4 separate regions of the Sus scrofa genome follow, and all the other regions are linked to region 1. Evidence: chromatin contacts called from public Hi-C and HiChIP or PLAC-seq data. All regions are on one chromosome and are shown on one strand. The core of a region is the stretch at or near the end of the contact, and the rest is flanking DNA. Distances in the headings are between cores, read along the strand shown.

Region 1 (2,796 bases), core at 145-2,644:
AGAAATATACAACTTGTAAAAGGTTATATTAGACTTAAATTTTATAACCTGAATTTTTTTTAGCAGACTGTGAACCCTTTACTTTTTTAGCAAATATTCATCTAGATTGTGATTATTAATGCCTATGTGAGGTTTCGGTAATAGGAATGCATATTTTATTTAATCGGATTCCTATTATAAGATACAGGAATTTTTAAAGTTTATTGCAATAGACCATGCTTTAAAAAAAAAAAAATGAGATGTCAAATTTATTTTTGCTATTTTTTTTTTGTTTTGTTTTGTTTTTTTGCTTTGAAGGACCACATATGGAGGTTCCCAGTCTAGGGGTTAAGCAGAGCTACAGCGCCAGCCTATGCCACAGCCACACCAGATCCGAGCCATGTCTGGAACCTACACCACAGCTCACGGCAATGCCAGATCCTTAACCCACCGAGCGAGGCCAGGGATCGAACCCGCAACCTCATGGTTCCCAGACGTATTCGTTTCCATTGCAGCCACAAGGGGAACTCCTGCTATTGATTTTAGAAAGCTTTTTTTTTTTTTTTTTTTTTTTTTTTTTTTTTTTGTCTTTTTGCCATTTCTTGGGCCACTCCCCAGGCTAGGGGTCCAATCGGAGCTGTAGCCACCGGCCTACGCCAGAGCCACAGCAACGCGGGATCCGAGCCGCGTGTGTGGCCTACACCACAGCTCATGGCAACGACGGATCGTTAACCCACTGAGCAAGGGCAGGGATCGAACCCGCAACCTCATGGTTCCTAGTAGGATTCGTTAACCACTGCGCCACGACGGGAACTCCTAGAAAGCATGTTTTTAAAATGATCCTGCTTTGAAATTATTTATGAGTAACCCATTTAGCTAAAACTTGTCTATGGTTTCTTGCGAAAGATCTTACGACCTAGGTAATTTTGGAAAAGTGGGGAAATCCAAAAGCGCTTTCAAATGCGTATTTAACAAAAGAGAAATCACGAGTGCACAAGAAATGCTAGTCAGAAACTTCCACGTCTTTTACTCTAGTAACTATAGTGCGCAGGCATCGCTAAACTTTGATCTTGAAGATTAAACGCGGCGGGTTCTCGAGCCACGGTCTACTGCCTCGTGGTCCCAATCCCGCGGTACCCAGGCGGCGGACTCGGCGTGGCCACAGCCCAGGTGCTGAGGGGAAATATACTAGCGATGCACCGGATGTGTGCGTGGAAGTGACTGAAGTCAACTCACCAGCGATTGGTTTTTTCGAGAGGATCTAAGCTTTATTTCGCCTGCCACTGGCCACAGGGTTTGTCTATTTGAATAGTCTCCGCCCCGCGGAGAAGCCGGGTCCTGAAGCTTCACTTCTCCTTCATTACTATTGGTCTCCATTCCAGTCCATCTTCTTCTTGCGCCCATCGATTGGTCCTTTGTGTTGGGAGACTGCCCTCCCTCCCGCCCGGCTTAGAGGACAGCGGGGAAGGCGGGTGGTGGGGCTGGGGGCCTGAAGCAGTGGAACCGGCGCTGGTGGCGGCAGCTGAGCCCTCGGCCGAAGCCGCGCGGTGAGTCTGGGGCCTGGCACCGACCCCTCCAAGGCGGTGGAATGTCCAGACCCACGGCCAACCTGGTCCGTGGGGGGACCCCCAGGAAGTCGTGCGTTTGAGACGTGGGGTCCCCTCAGTACTGGCCCAAAGGACTTGGGCGCCGCCGGAGCCCTTGACCCCCGCGAGGCAACGCCCACCTCCTCCCGGATCCCCAGGAAACCCCCGGACCCTTTAGCTCACGCTATGTCTCTGGCGCCGTGAAGGCGGGCCCATGAGCTCCTGTATTGCTGGGGAGCATTTGGGTCGCCTTGCGCATCAGTCACCCCTATGAGCCACCTACCGATTGGCCTCCGAGAGGACCAGCGTCAGTGTCAGCCCCTTTAGCTCCACCGTGGAGACCTCTCAAGCACCCATTTCGCAGAGCTGAGCTGGGTTCCATCCCTGAGCTTCATCTCCTCTGCTTCCCCCGCCCCCATCCCTAGTTTCAGCCACCTGACGTTAACTTGTGTAAGCCCTCGCCAAGACCCTTAAGATAGATATTTCACTCCTAGTATTTTGACTTCTGCCTGGAGGCCTTAGACCTTATTAAGATATACTGGTTCCTTCCTTCGACTGGAAATTCTTTGCCAGCCTCCCTCCCCCTCGTCATAGACAAGCACCACACACTCTGTAGTAGTTTTCCCATTTGGAGCCCTTGGGTTTCCTCTCTCCTGAAGTTTGACACTTCCTTCTGCAGTCTTTGCACCCTTTCAGAACCAATTAGTCCCTGGTTTTTTTGTTTGTTTGTTTGTTTTTTCCTGCATTTCACAAATTCTTTCAAAAACAAGAATTTTGAAAATTTGATTTTCTAATATAATCAGGACATACCCTAGGATAGGTGTATATGTTACGGCCGTCGCAGTCTGGGCCGAGTTCTGTTATGGCCACTTTATTGTGGTTGCCGGATTGTCTGTACTTCCTCCTAGACTGTAAGCTTGCTGAGGGGAGGGGCAATACATAATTGTGGAACAAATGCCTGATCTCAGGAACTAATTAGTCTTTTTTTAGCTTACATTCCAAGTACTAGTCTTTATGGAACTGCGCTGTCCAATACAACAACCACAGGTGGCTTAGAGCACTTGAAAATGTTGAAATTGCTAAGTTGAAATTGCAGTAAGTGGAGTTTCCATTGGGGCGCAGCAGAAATGAATCCGACTAGTATCCATGAGGATGTAGGTTCGATCCCTGGCCTCACTCATTGGGTCAGGGATCCTATGTTGCCATGAGCTGTGGTGTAGGTGACACACAC
Region 2 (2,796 bases), core at 111-2,610, 200 kb after region 1:
TTGTTTTTCTTAAAAGGAAAAGAGAAAGACGAATGACCAACACGTGTGTCATAGTAACTGTCTCTTTCCATCAGCTGATTAATACCCCTGCCAGGTCATTGTTCTACGACTTGCAGAAAAACTCTCGGTGCTGGGCTTCTTACACCTGTTGGTTATCGCCCCAAAATGGGGAGGTGAAAACAAGGGGGTGAAATGCCTTGCTAGTTCCATCACTGAGGATTCGACAAGTGCCTACTATGCATCGGGGGTTACAACTATTAACTCTGAAGCCACAGTCCCAGGTGGCAGGCTGGGTGCAAAGGGGAGAGAGGAAGCAAGAGAAAAACAGCAAACAAGTAATTACCTAATTACAATCGGGATATATGCTACCCGACAGAAAGAACGAACCTCGGGGGCTGGGGTGAGACTGGGCAGGGACACGCGTTGTCAAAGTAGAGTCTCCTGAGAAAGCGATGCAGGAGCCGAAACTTGAGGACTGAACAGGAGCGGCGAGCCAGGGGCAGAGAGCAGGGGAAAAGTTCCTCCCTGTCAAATGTGCGAACTTCCGACGGCTCTCCCAACTTGAGCCCTAAGGACGGCGGCGACAGGTCCTCGGCGACACGGGCCGCCACCTCCCAGAAGCCCGTGCGTGACGGCTGAGGGAGGAGTTTTTAAGCGTGGCCCGGGGTGGGACCGCCGGAGCATCAGGCCTAGACGTTGTCCTCCCGAGTGCAAAGCACGAAGGCACAAAGCAGGGCCCGGGCCGGGAAGCCAGGCCAAACCTCTGCCTCCGGCGGCTCGGCTCTGCGGGCCCAGCGTCTCTGCTTCGGCGCCGGCTGCCACCCTGCGCCAGACCCCTAACGTCGCTCCCGCGCGAGTCCGCTCCGCCAGGATCGAGGCGGGCCCGGCCCCACGGCTCCCTTCCCGGGACGGGGGCCGAAGCCGCCGCGTCCGCTTAGGCTGACCCACTATAGGGCGGAGGCACACAGGGCGTCCCAGTGAGAAGCGTCCGCCACTCACCTGCTAGGCCGCTGCTAGGAAGCCCGACAGGGAAACCGAAACAGCGAGGAATCCAAGAGCAGCCCAGCGACCACTTCGCTCCCACAAAATGGCGCTAGGGCCGCCTCCCCCCGCCTCTGGCCGTCGTCCCCTCCCACCGGCTCCCCGTCGAGAGGGGGGGATCGCCGCACAGAGCCACACAGCCCTCTCCCCAGAGAGTCAGGAACCCATCTGCGCGGTCTGAGCATACGAAACGGATACCACGGTTAAAAAGAAGGCTAGCATCTGGGCCTGAAGAGCTAATAATGGAAAAAATGTGGCTGCGCAGGCTTTTAGCTACCCCCACGTAGCGTAATAGATGGCTTCGCCCGACCAACCGCCGGCCCTGGGTCTCGGCCGGAGCTCGCGCATTTTAAAAGTGCGCGAGACTAACGCAAGGGCTGGGCCGGACCAGGGGGCGGGGTGGGAGGCGGGGCCACGAGGGGCGGGGCACCAAGGGGGCGTGTCCTGGGCCCTCTGGACCCTCCCGAGACTGGGGAGGGTAGGCGCGGCCAAGACCTTTCAAATCCAAAAAGCCGGGCAGATACATCCTCTCCAGTTTCCCCGAGCCTCTGCACCTGGAGAGAATAACTTTGGTTCTAAAAAATAGCAATAATAGCGGAGGTCCCGTAATGGCTCAGCGGAAACGAATCTGAATAGCATCCATGTGGACGCAGGTTCGATCCCTGGCCTCGCTCAGTGGGTTAAGGACCCAGCGTTGCTGTGGCTGTAGCGTAGGTCAGTGGCTCCAGCTCCAATGTGACCTCTAGCCCTGGAACCTCCATATGCCGCGCGTGCGGCCCTAAAAAGACAAAAAAAATCAAAATAATAGCAATATTAGCTCATACTATGTACTGAGAAGTTCCTAAGTCCTCACATATTTAATTGCCCCAACAGTCTCGTGTGGGCGTGGTAGGTGCATATACGGTGAGGGGAAACCGAGGCACAGAGAGGATCAATATCTTGCTAAATAAGGCCACGCAGGTAGTAAATGGTGAACCAGGGAGTTGACCCCTAACCTTAATGCCAACATATTCCAGCTAAAGTAACCTAGTGTACTTCATCTATTTGAAGACAAACTTTTTGTTTCACATTTCTGAAATCATTATGTGATTTCAGCTCCAGTTCCACTGATGATATGTCCTAGTTTAACTGGCAACAGTCTTAATTTCCCAGTGTACCAGGGTATCAGATTCAATGAAATGCAGTAATAGCAAAGTGCTCCATAGTTAATGCATTAACTCATTTAATTCTCACAATAACCCCATAAGGTAGGTGCCATTGTTATCATTCCTATTTTATTTTATTTCAATTTAAAAATTTGTTTGGCTGCCCTGTGGCATATGGGCCAGGGGTCATATCCAAGCTGCAGTTGTGACCTGTGCTGCAGGTGCAGCAACGCTGGATCCTTTAACCCACTGTGCCAGGCTGGGGGTCGAACTTGTACCCTGGTGCTGCAGAGATGCTGCCGATCCCACTGCAACACAATGGGAACTCCTCATTCCTGTTTTAAAGAGGGGGAAACTGAGGCCCAGAGGTTAAGTAACCTTGCCCGGGCTCACAGGGCTGGTAGATAGTGGAACTGGAATTTGAATCCTGGAAGTCTGGCTCTGGAGTGGGTGCCTCCTGCTTCTTACAGACTCACAGGGAATAAATATTAAGTCCTGCATATCCATCTCTGATGCCATTTTTTTGGGGGGGGAAGGATAAGGTTTTTTTTTTTTTTTGTCTTTTGTCTTTTGTCCTCTTAGGGCCACACCCACAGCATATGGGGGTTCC
Region 3 (2,796 bases), core at 165-2,664, 180 kb after region 1:
GGCAGCGGTGCCCTATGGCAAATGCCATCCATCTGTGCATGCACCCCCTCCCTCACCCTCCAACCAACCACCCCTCCTTCTCTCTCCCTCCCCTCCATCCATCCACCCACCCACCCCTCCTTCCATCTGTAAAGGAGGAAAAAATAAGTTTCCCTCTGCCCTCCCAAATTCTTGGCTGCGAACAAGACAGATTTACCAGAAAAACAAACAGAAATTTATGAACACGTCTGTCTCATGTGGACATGGGGGTAACCCAAGGGGAAATGACGATGTCTCAGGGGTGGCTTGGATCTCAGTCCTCGATGCCATCTTTAGCTAAAGACCAAAGAGAGAACGGGGACAGGTGTGGGGGGTGGCCGGGAAAGTGCGGTGAACAAGAGTCAGGTTTGTTGTGTGGATTGAAGACCCCGCCTTCTCCTTGTAGGGGTTTCTTCTGATGTAGTCACCCTTCTCCTGGTACGGAGCTGGAGACGCTCTTACAAACGGATATTTCCTATGTAAATGTAAATTACCCTTAGGGTAATTTTTACACTGTTTTCAGAGTTTCTCTGGCGTCTGCTGTTTCACAAAATAGCTCAAAATACAGTTGGCCTCCCACTTCCCCGGATACAGACAACTGACACTCTGCGATTTTATATAAAGGACTTGAGCATCTGCAGATTCGGGCATTCATGGGGCACCTGGAACCAGTCCCCCGCAGATACTGAGGGGCAAGTATCATCCTTATGCCAAAGAGGCATATTTTGGAGTGGAGTGCCATATCCTGCCGCCCTCCCCTCCCACCCTTCCATCCTTCCATCCTACGGACGTACCCCAGGCTCTGTGTGGCAAATACTTCATGCCTCTGCCCTCAGTCTGGCTACAGCAAAGTGACCACAGCCCTGTGACAAGCACAGCCAAGCAGGCGTGTGAGAGTCCAGAGTCCAGAGGGGGGACCGGCCCAGGCAGGGGCTACAAGCTAAGGAACATATCCTGGGACGGGAAATGCTAGAGACTGGATTTGAAGGATGAGTAGGTATTGGAGGAAGGTGGAAGGGTGTCCTAAGCGCAAGGGAAGGGCATGTGCCAAAGCCCAGAGGCTCCACCTTTCTGGGCGTGGAGCTGTAGAGGCTGTGATGCGCTGGCTCCGGACCTGGAGGCCTGGACAGGGCGTCTGAGCTGGGGCTTTCCTCGCTGCCCTCCTGGGCTGCCTCCGCCTCTTCCTCACGACGGACCCTCAAACCCTGGCAAGTAACCCTCAGCCTAGGGCTCCCCACTGGCGCTGCCTCCTTAGTCACAAGCTCCATACCCCACCTTCCCGGCACCGACCTCTAGCCATGTCTGTCCCTCTCCGCACTCTCAGCCAACGGGTCTCTCAGGTCATCTTTGGAAGGACAGAGTCACTGAGCTGGGGAGGCAGTAACTAGAGACAGCAGAACAGCCAAGGCCCCGAGCTGGGCTCAGAGCCAGAGCCAGGTCAGCTGCCCAGCTTGTGTCCTTCCTGGACACATGACATAGAACCTCTTACATCACTTTTCTGAGACTTAAGGTCCCAGCCATGCCATGAACAGCCTAGGAAGGTGGGTCCTCGGGGCTTCACGCAGGAAAAGCCAGAGCACGGCTTGTGCGTGGAGGAGGCACTGGGAGTACTTTCAAGAGTGAGGAAATCGGAGCAGTTCCCGTCATGGCGCAGCAGGAACGAACCCGGCTGGCATCCATGAGGACACGGGTTCGGTCCCTGGCCTCGATCAGTGGGTTAAGGATTCGGTGTTGCCGGGAGCTGTGGTGTAGGTTGTGGATGCAACTCAGATCTGCATTGCTGTGGCTGTGGTGGAGGCCGGCAGCTACAGCTCTGATTCGACTCCTAGCCTGGGAACTGCCATGTACCCCGGGTGTGGCCCTAAAAAGACCAAAAAATAAAGTAAAAATGAGGAAGCTAGATTAGAGAAGATTAAGTCGGGAGTGCGGGGTCAGAGGGTGAGGCCAGTACCTTGGGAGCATTTCATTTGCCTCCTGTTCATTTTGAAAGGCTTCCGTTTTCCTGGGGCCCAAGTAAGAAAACTGCTAAAACTGAAGTGCTCCTTTCCGTGTGAGCCAGAGGGAGGAGGCAGGCTTGCCAGGCTGGTGTGCGGGAAGGGCCTGGGGACAGAGCCTGGAGATGTGTGTGAAGGAAGCAGGGCCTGGCGGGGGCCCCCTGGGGCGTCCCTGGAGATGGGTTCCTTGTGGGGAGACATTGAGGCTGCTGGGGGCAGGCAGTCAGCCCAGGACACACAGATCCTGTGGAGGAAGCAATTTTTTGTCTTTTTAGGGACTCAGCATATGACCTGTGTGTGCTGAGCGGTGGCCTTGGGGGATGGATGACCTCAGGGTGACAACAGGCCAGGACTTGGGGGCCAAAGTGGAAGTCAGTCCTGAGCCCCGTGCTCACCAGGGAGGAGGCTCAAGGCTTCCCGAGTGCCCGTCTGGACTGGATCTCCGATGGCTGAGGGTTAGCCCCAAACCCCTCTAAGAAAGTGCCTTTTAGGAGTTCCTGTTGTGGCTCAGTGGGTTAAGAACCCGCCATAGTGTCGGTGAGGATGTGGGTTTGATCCCTGGCCTCAATCTGTGGGTTAGGGATCTGGCTTTGCTGCAAGTTGTGGTGTAGGATTTAACCCCTAACCAGCGTGCTTCCATATGCTGCAGGAAAAAAAAAAAAAGAGAGAGAGAGAAGAAAACGAGTGCCTTTTAGGAGTTCCCACTATGGCTTAGCAGGTTAAGGATCTGGCATTGTCTCTGTGGTGGTGTGGGTTTGATCCCTGGCCCGGCAGCAGTGGGTTA
Region 4 (2,796 bases), core at 154-2,653, 130 kb after region 1:
GTGGCTGTGGTGTAGGTTGCAGACACGGCTTGGGTCTGTTGTTACCATGGCTGTAGCTGTGGTGTAGGTCGGCGGTGGCAACAGCTTCGATTAGACCCCCTAGCCTGGAACGGCCCTCAAAAGACAAAAGACGAAAAAAAAAAAAATGTTAAAGCTGGGGAGTTCCCTGGTGGCTCAGCAGGTTAACATCCAGTGTTATTACTGCTGTGGTGAAAGTTCAATCCCGGGCCCAGGAACTTCTGCATGCTGCAGATGAGGCCAAAAATAAATAAATAAATAAAAATACCTAGTTTCAGGAGTTTCCTGGTGGCTCAGCAGATTAAGGATTTTGTGTTGCTACTACTGTGGAGCAGGTTCAATTCCTGGCCTGGAAACTTCCACAAGTCACAAGTGTGGGAAAAGAAAAAAAAAAATTCTGGAATTCCTGTTGTGGCTCAGCAGTAATGAGGCCGACTAGTATCCAAGAGGATGTGGGTTTGATTCCTGGCCTCACTCAGTGAGTCGGGGATCCAGCATTACCATGAGTTGTGGTATGGGTCCAGATGCAGCTCGGATCTGGCCTTGCTGTGGCTGTGGTGTAGGCCAGCAGCTGCAGCTCCAATTCGATCCCTAGCCTGGGAACCTCCATAGCCCTAAAAAGCAAAAAAAAAAAAAAAAAAAAAAAATCTCAACTCCATCTCATAGCACCTGTGTGACTTTGGACAAGTTACTTAATCTCTGTGCTTATTTCCTCCTCTGAAAGTATGGTCTACTCCCTAAGATTGTTTTGATGATGAGATTATCCATGTAAACCAATCAGTACAGCCTGACATGTGGTATTAGGCTGAACCATATGAAATAAGTGCTCCAAATATTAGCTGTTAAAATGAATTAGGCTAGGCCTTTGTTCTGCCAGGATACCTTTGTACCTGATTGCTGGGAAGAGTGAAAAACAAGTCTTCTGTTAATAGGATTTAAGCTAACATTTATTGAACACTTACTAAGCCAAACGATTGTATTAAGCATGTGTCACCCCTGATCTTAGGAGAGAGGATACACCCTACCCAGCTTGGAACTCACTCCTGAAACCCACCCCCTGAGCTGCCTCAATCCCGTCTCCCTCCTAACAAGAGCTCAATCCCTCAAGAGAGGTTCCAGCGGTATAGATCCGGAGGAATATCTGGCTAGAGGAGCTGGAGAGCATTGGAGGTAAACACAGTGGGAGCACAGAGCGGGTATTTTCCGGTAGTTTACCTGTAAAGGGCAAGAAAAAACGTGATGGTGCCTGGGAGGAGTGTGGGGTTGAGTTTCCTGTTTTGTCTTTTTCTTTGGGAGAGATGCCGGTAAACTGGTAGGCTGCGAAGAATGAACCAGCGGCGAGGAAAAAGATGACACAGAGAGGGGATGAAAGGAGCAAGACCTTCGTGGGGCGGGGAGCTGCCTTTATTTTGTTTGTTTGTTTGTTTGTTTGTTTGTTTTGCCTCGCCGGCCGGCATGTAAAAATTAGTTCCCAGGCTGGGATCAAACCCGCAACAACGCAGGATCCTTAACCCGCTGCACCACAAGGGAACTCTGGGAGGAGCTGGCCTTAATTAAGAATAACTGGATCCCCCAGGTCCCACCGAAAATCACTGGGTTGTTGGCATGAAATAATACGAGGTTAAAGAAAAACTCCGTGGGTGAGCTGCTCAGAACCGACACTGCGCCCCTCCACCCCAACTCACAGTCCTCCGCTCCCCACCAGGGACGGCGGCCTTTGCACATGCGCAGTTAGTACTCGTCGCGTTGGCCGAGGCAGTATCGCGAGAAAAGCCGTGAGAGCCGGAAAAATGGCGCCTCCCAGTCCCCGAGAGCCCAAGGCCCCGTCGGCGAAGAGCGCGTCCAAGTCTGATGGGGAGATGGTACTACCGGGCTTCTCGGACGCAGATAGCTTCGTGAAGGTGAGTTCGTGAGGCCTCGGCTGCTGCGGGAGCCGCTAGCGGCTGACTGGAGGCAGGCCTGGGCCCTCTCGGCGGCCAGCCGGCGGTACCCACGCCGCAGCGGAGCCCCGGGCTGGGGGCGGTCAAGGGGCCACTGCCCACTCCGGGCACAGTAGTCTGTCACTTCACCCTCTGGGGATGGGATCTCGCATGCGAACACTGAGGGACGCCCGACTTCCCAGGGTCCTTGCTTTGCCGTTTGGTCCTATGCTGGCCCACGTCTCCGCGTGGTGGGAAGGGCTTCCTTGTCATCCCGATGCCCCTAGTCCTCGCGACCTCAACCCCGCCCAGGCCTGAGCCACCCAGCCACGCCTCCGAAGAGATTCGGCCGCTTTAAGCTTCCCACGCTTGCCCGCGTCCTCCCTTCCCGCGGCGGGGACCGCCCTTCTTGCCTCCCCTGAAGTCCAGTCCTACATAATCCCAAACCCTAGCTGTAACATCATCTGTTACAGCTGCCACCGAGGGTCCCTCCTGTAGGTGCCATAGAACATTTATCAATGCTTCCATAGAGGAACACAGAAAAGAGTTTATTTAGACTAGTTTCTGGGCTACTAACCATGGTCCTGATTGTGCGGCTCGTTTGCTGCCACGTACCCGACCGTGGTTCAAGTTCCCACCTTTCTCTTCCTTTTTTTCCCCCTTGGAAAATATTTATTACACAACTTATAGTGATGTCGTCGGCCTTCGTATGACAAACCATCATTTACCTATGACAGTCCCTTCAGTTTTTTTTCTCATTCCCACACAACAATTAAAATAGAGACCTGCTTTGCCCTGACTGAACCATGAATACAAGCCCAGCTGTGGACAGTAGTGTAGGCATTATAAATTGGTCATC

Evidence for each region. A called contact is a pair of places that touch in the nucleus more often than the background predicts. HiChIP or PLAC-seq counts read pairs in DNA pulled down with a chosen protein or histone mark.
Region 2: a Hi-C map of liver shows a contact between it and region 1, with 2.4 times the contacts expected there. The contact joins the promoter of TARDBP here to the promoter of MTOR in region 1. A contact is called at or near these places in 1 of 5 promoter capture datasets (liver), 4 of 47 Hi-C or Micro-C datasets (heart right ventricle, liver and mesenteric adipose tissue) and 1 of 2 datasets of contacts at active chromatin or transcription factors (alveolar macrophages).
Region 3: an H3K27ac HiChIP or PLAC-seq map of alveolar macrophages shows a contact between it and region 1. The contact joins the enhancer-like site here to the promoter of MTOR in region 1. A contact is called at or near these places in 1 of 5 promoter capture datasets (liver), 4 of 47 Hi-C or Micro-C datasets (embryonic fibroblasts, fetal heart ventricle, liver and 1 more) and 1 of 2 datasets of contacts at active chromatin or transcription factors (alveolar macrophages).
Region 4: a contact with region 1 is called in an H3K27ac HiChIP or PLAC-seq map of alveolar macrophages. The contact joins the promoter of EXOSC10 here to the promoter of MTOR in region 1. A contact is called at or near these places in 1 of 47 Hi-C or Micro-C datasets (heart right ventricle) and 1 of 2 datasets of contacts at active chromatin or transcription factors (alveolar macrophages).

Annotation. Positions count from the first base shown.
Region 1 is chr6:71,411,511-71,414,306 of Sscrofa11.1, reverse strand. MTOR (serine/threonine-protein kinase mTOR) reads left to right here and starts at 1,394. Exons shown (of 58, transcript XM_003127584.6): 1 at 1,394-1,526.
Region 2 is chr6:71,212,148-71,214,943 of Sscrofa11.1, reverse strand. It overlaps TARDBP (TAR DNA-binding protein 43), which reads right to left and starts at 1,360. Exons shown (of 8, transcript XR_002344898.1): 1 at 1,000-1,360; 2 at 1-8.
Region 3 is chr6:71,233,894-71,236,689 of Sscrofa11.1, reverse strand. The region is part of intron 5 of MASP2 (mannan binding lectin serine peptidase 2); the gene reads left to right. Among named protein-coding and RNA genes, the nearest start is that of MASP2, 7.7 kb to the left of the region's middle. Within about 2 kb of position 1,414, at least 7 of the 83 cell types and tissues checked have an H3K27ac peak or open chromatin away from gene starts, as enhancers often do. A contact at or near this core is called in alveolar macrophages and liver, where this site is marked.
Region 4 is chr6:71,281,409-71,284,204 of Sscrofa11.1, reverse strand. It overlaps EXOSC10 (exosome component 10), which reads left to right and starts at 1,403. Exons shown (of 26, transcript XM_013998976.2): 1 at 1,403-1,919. The coding sequence starts at 1,809.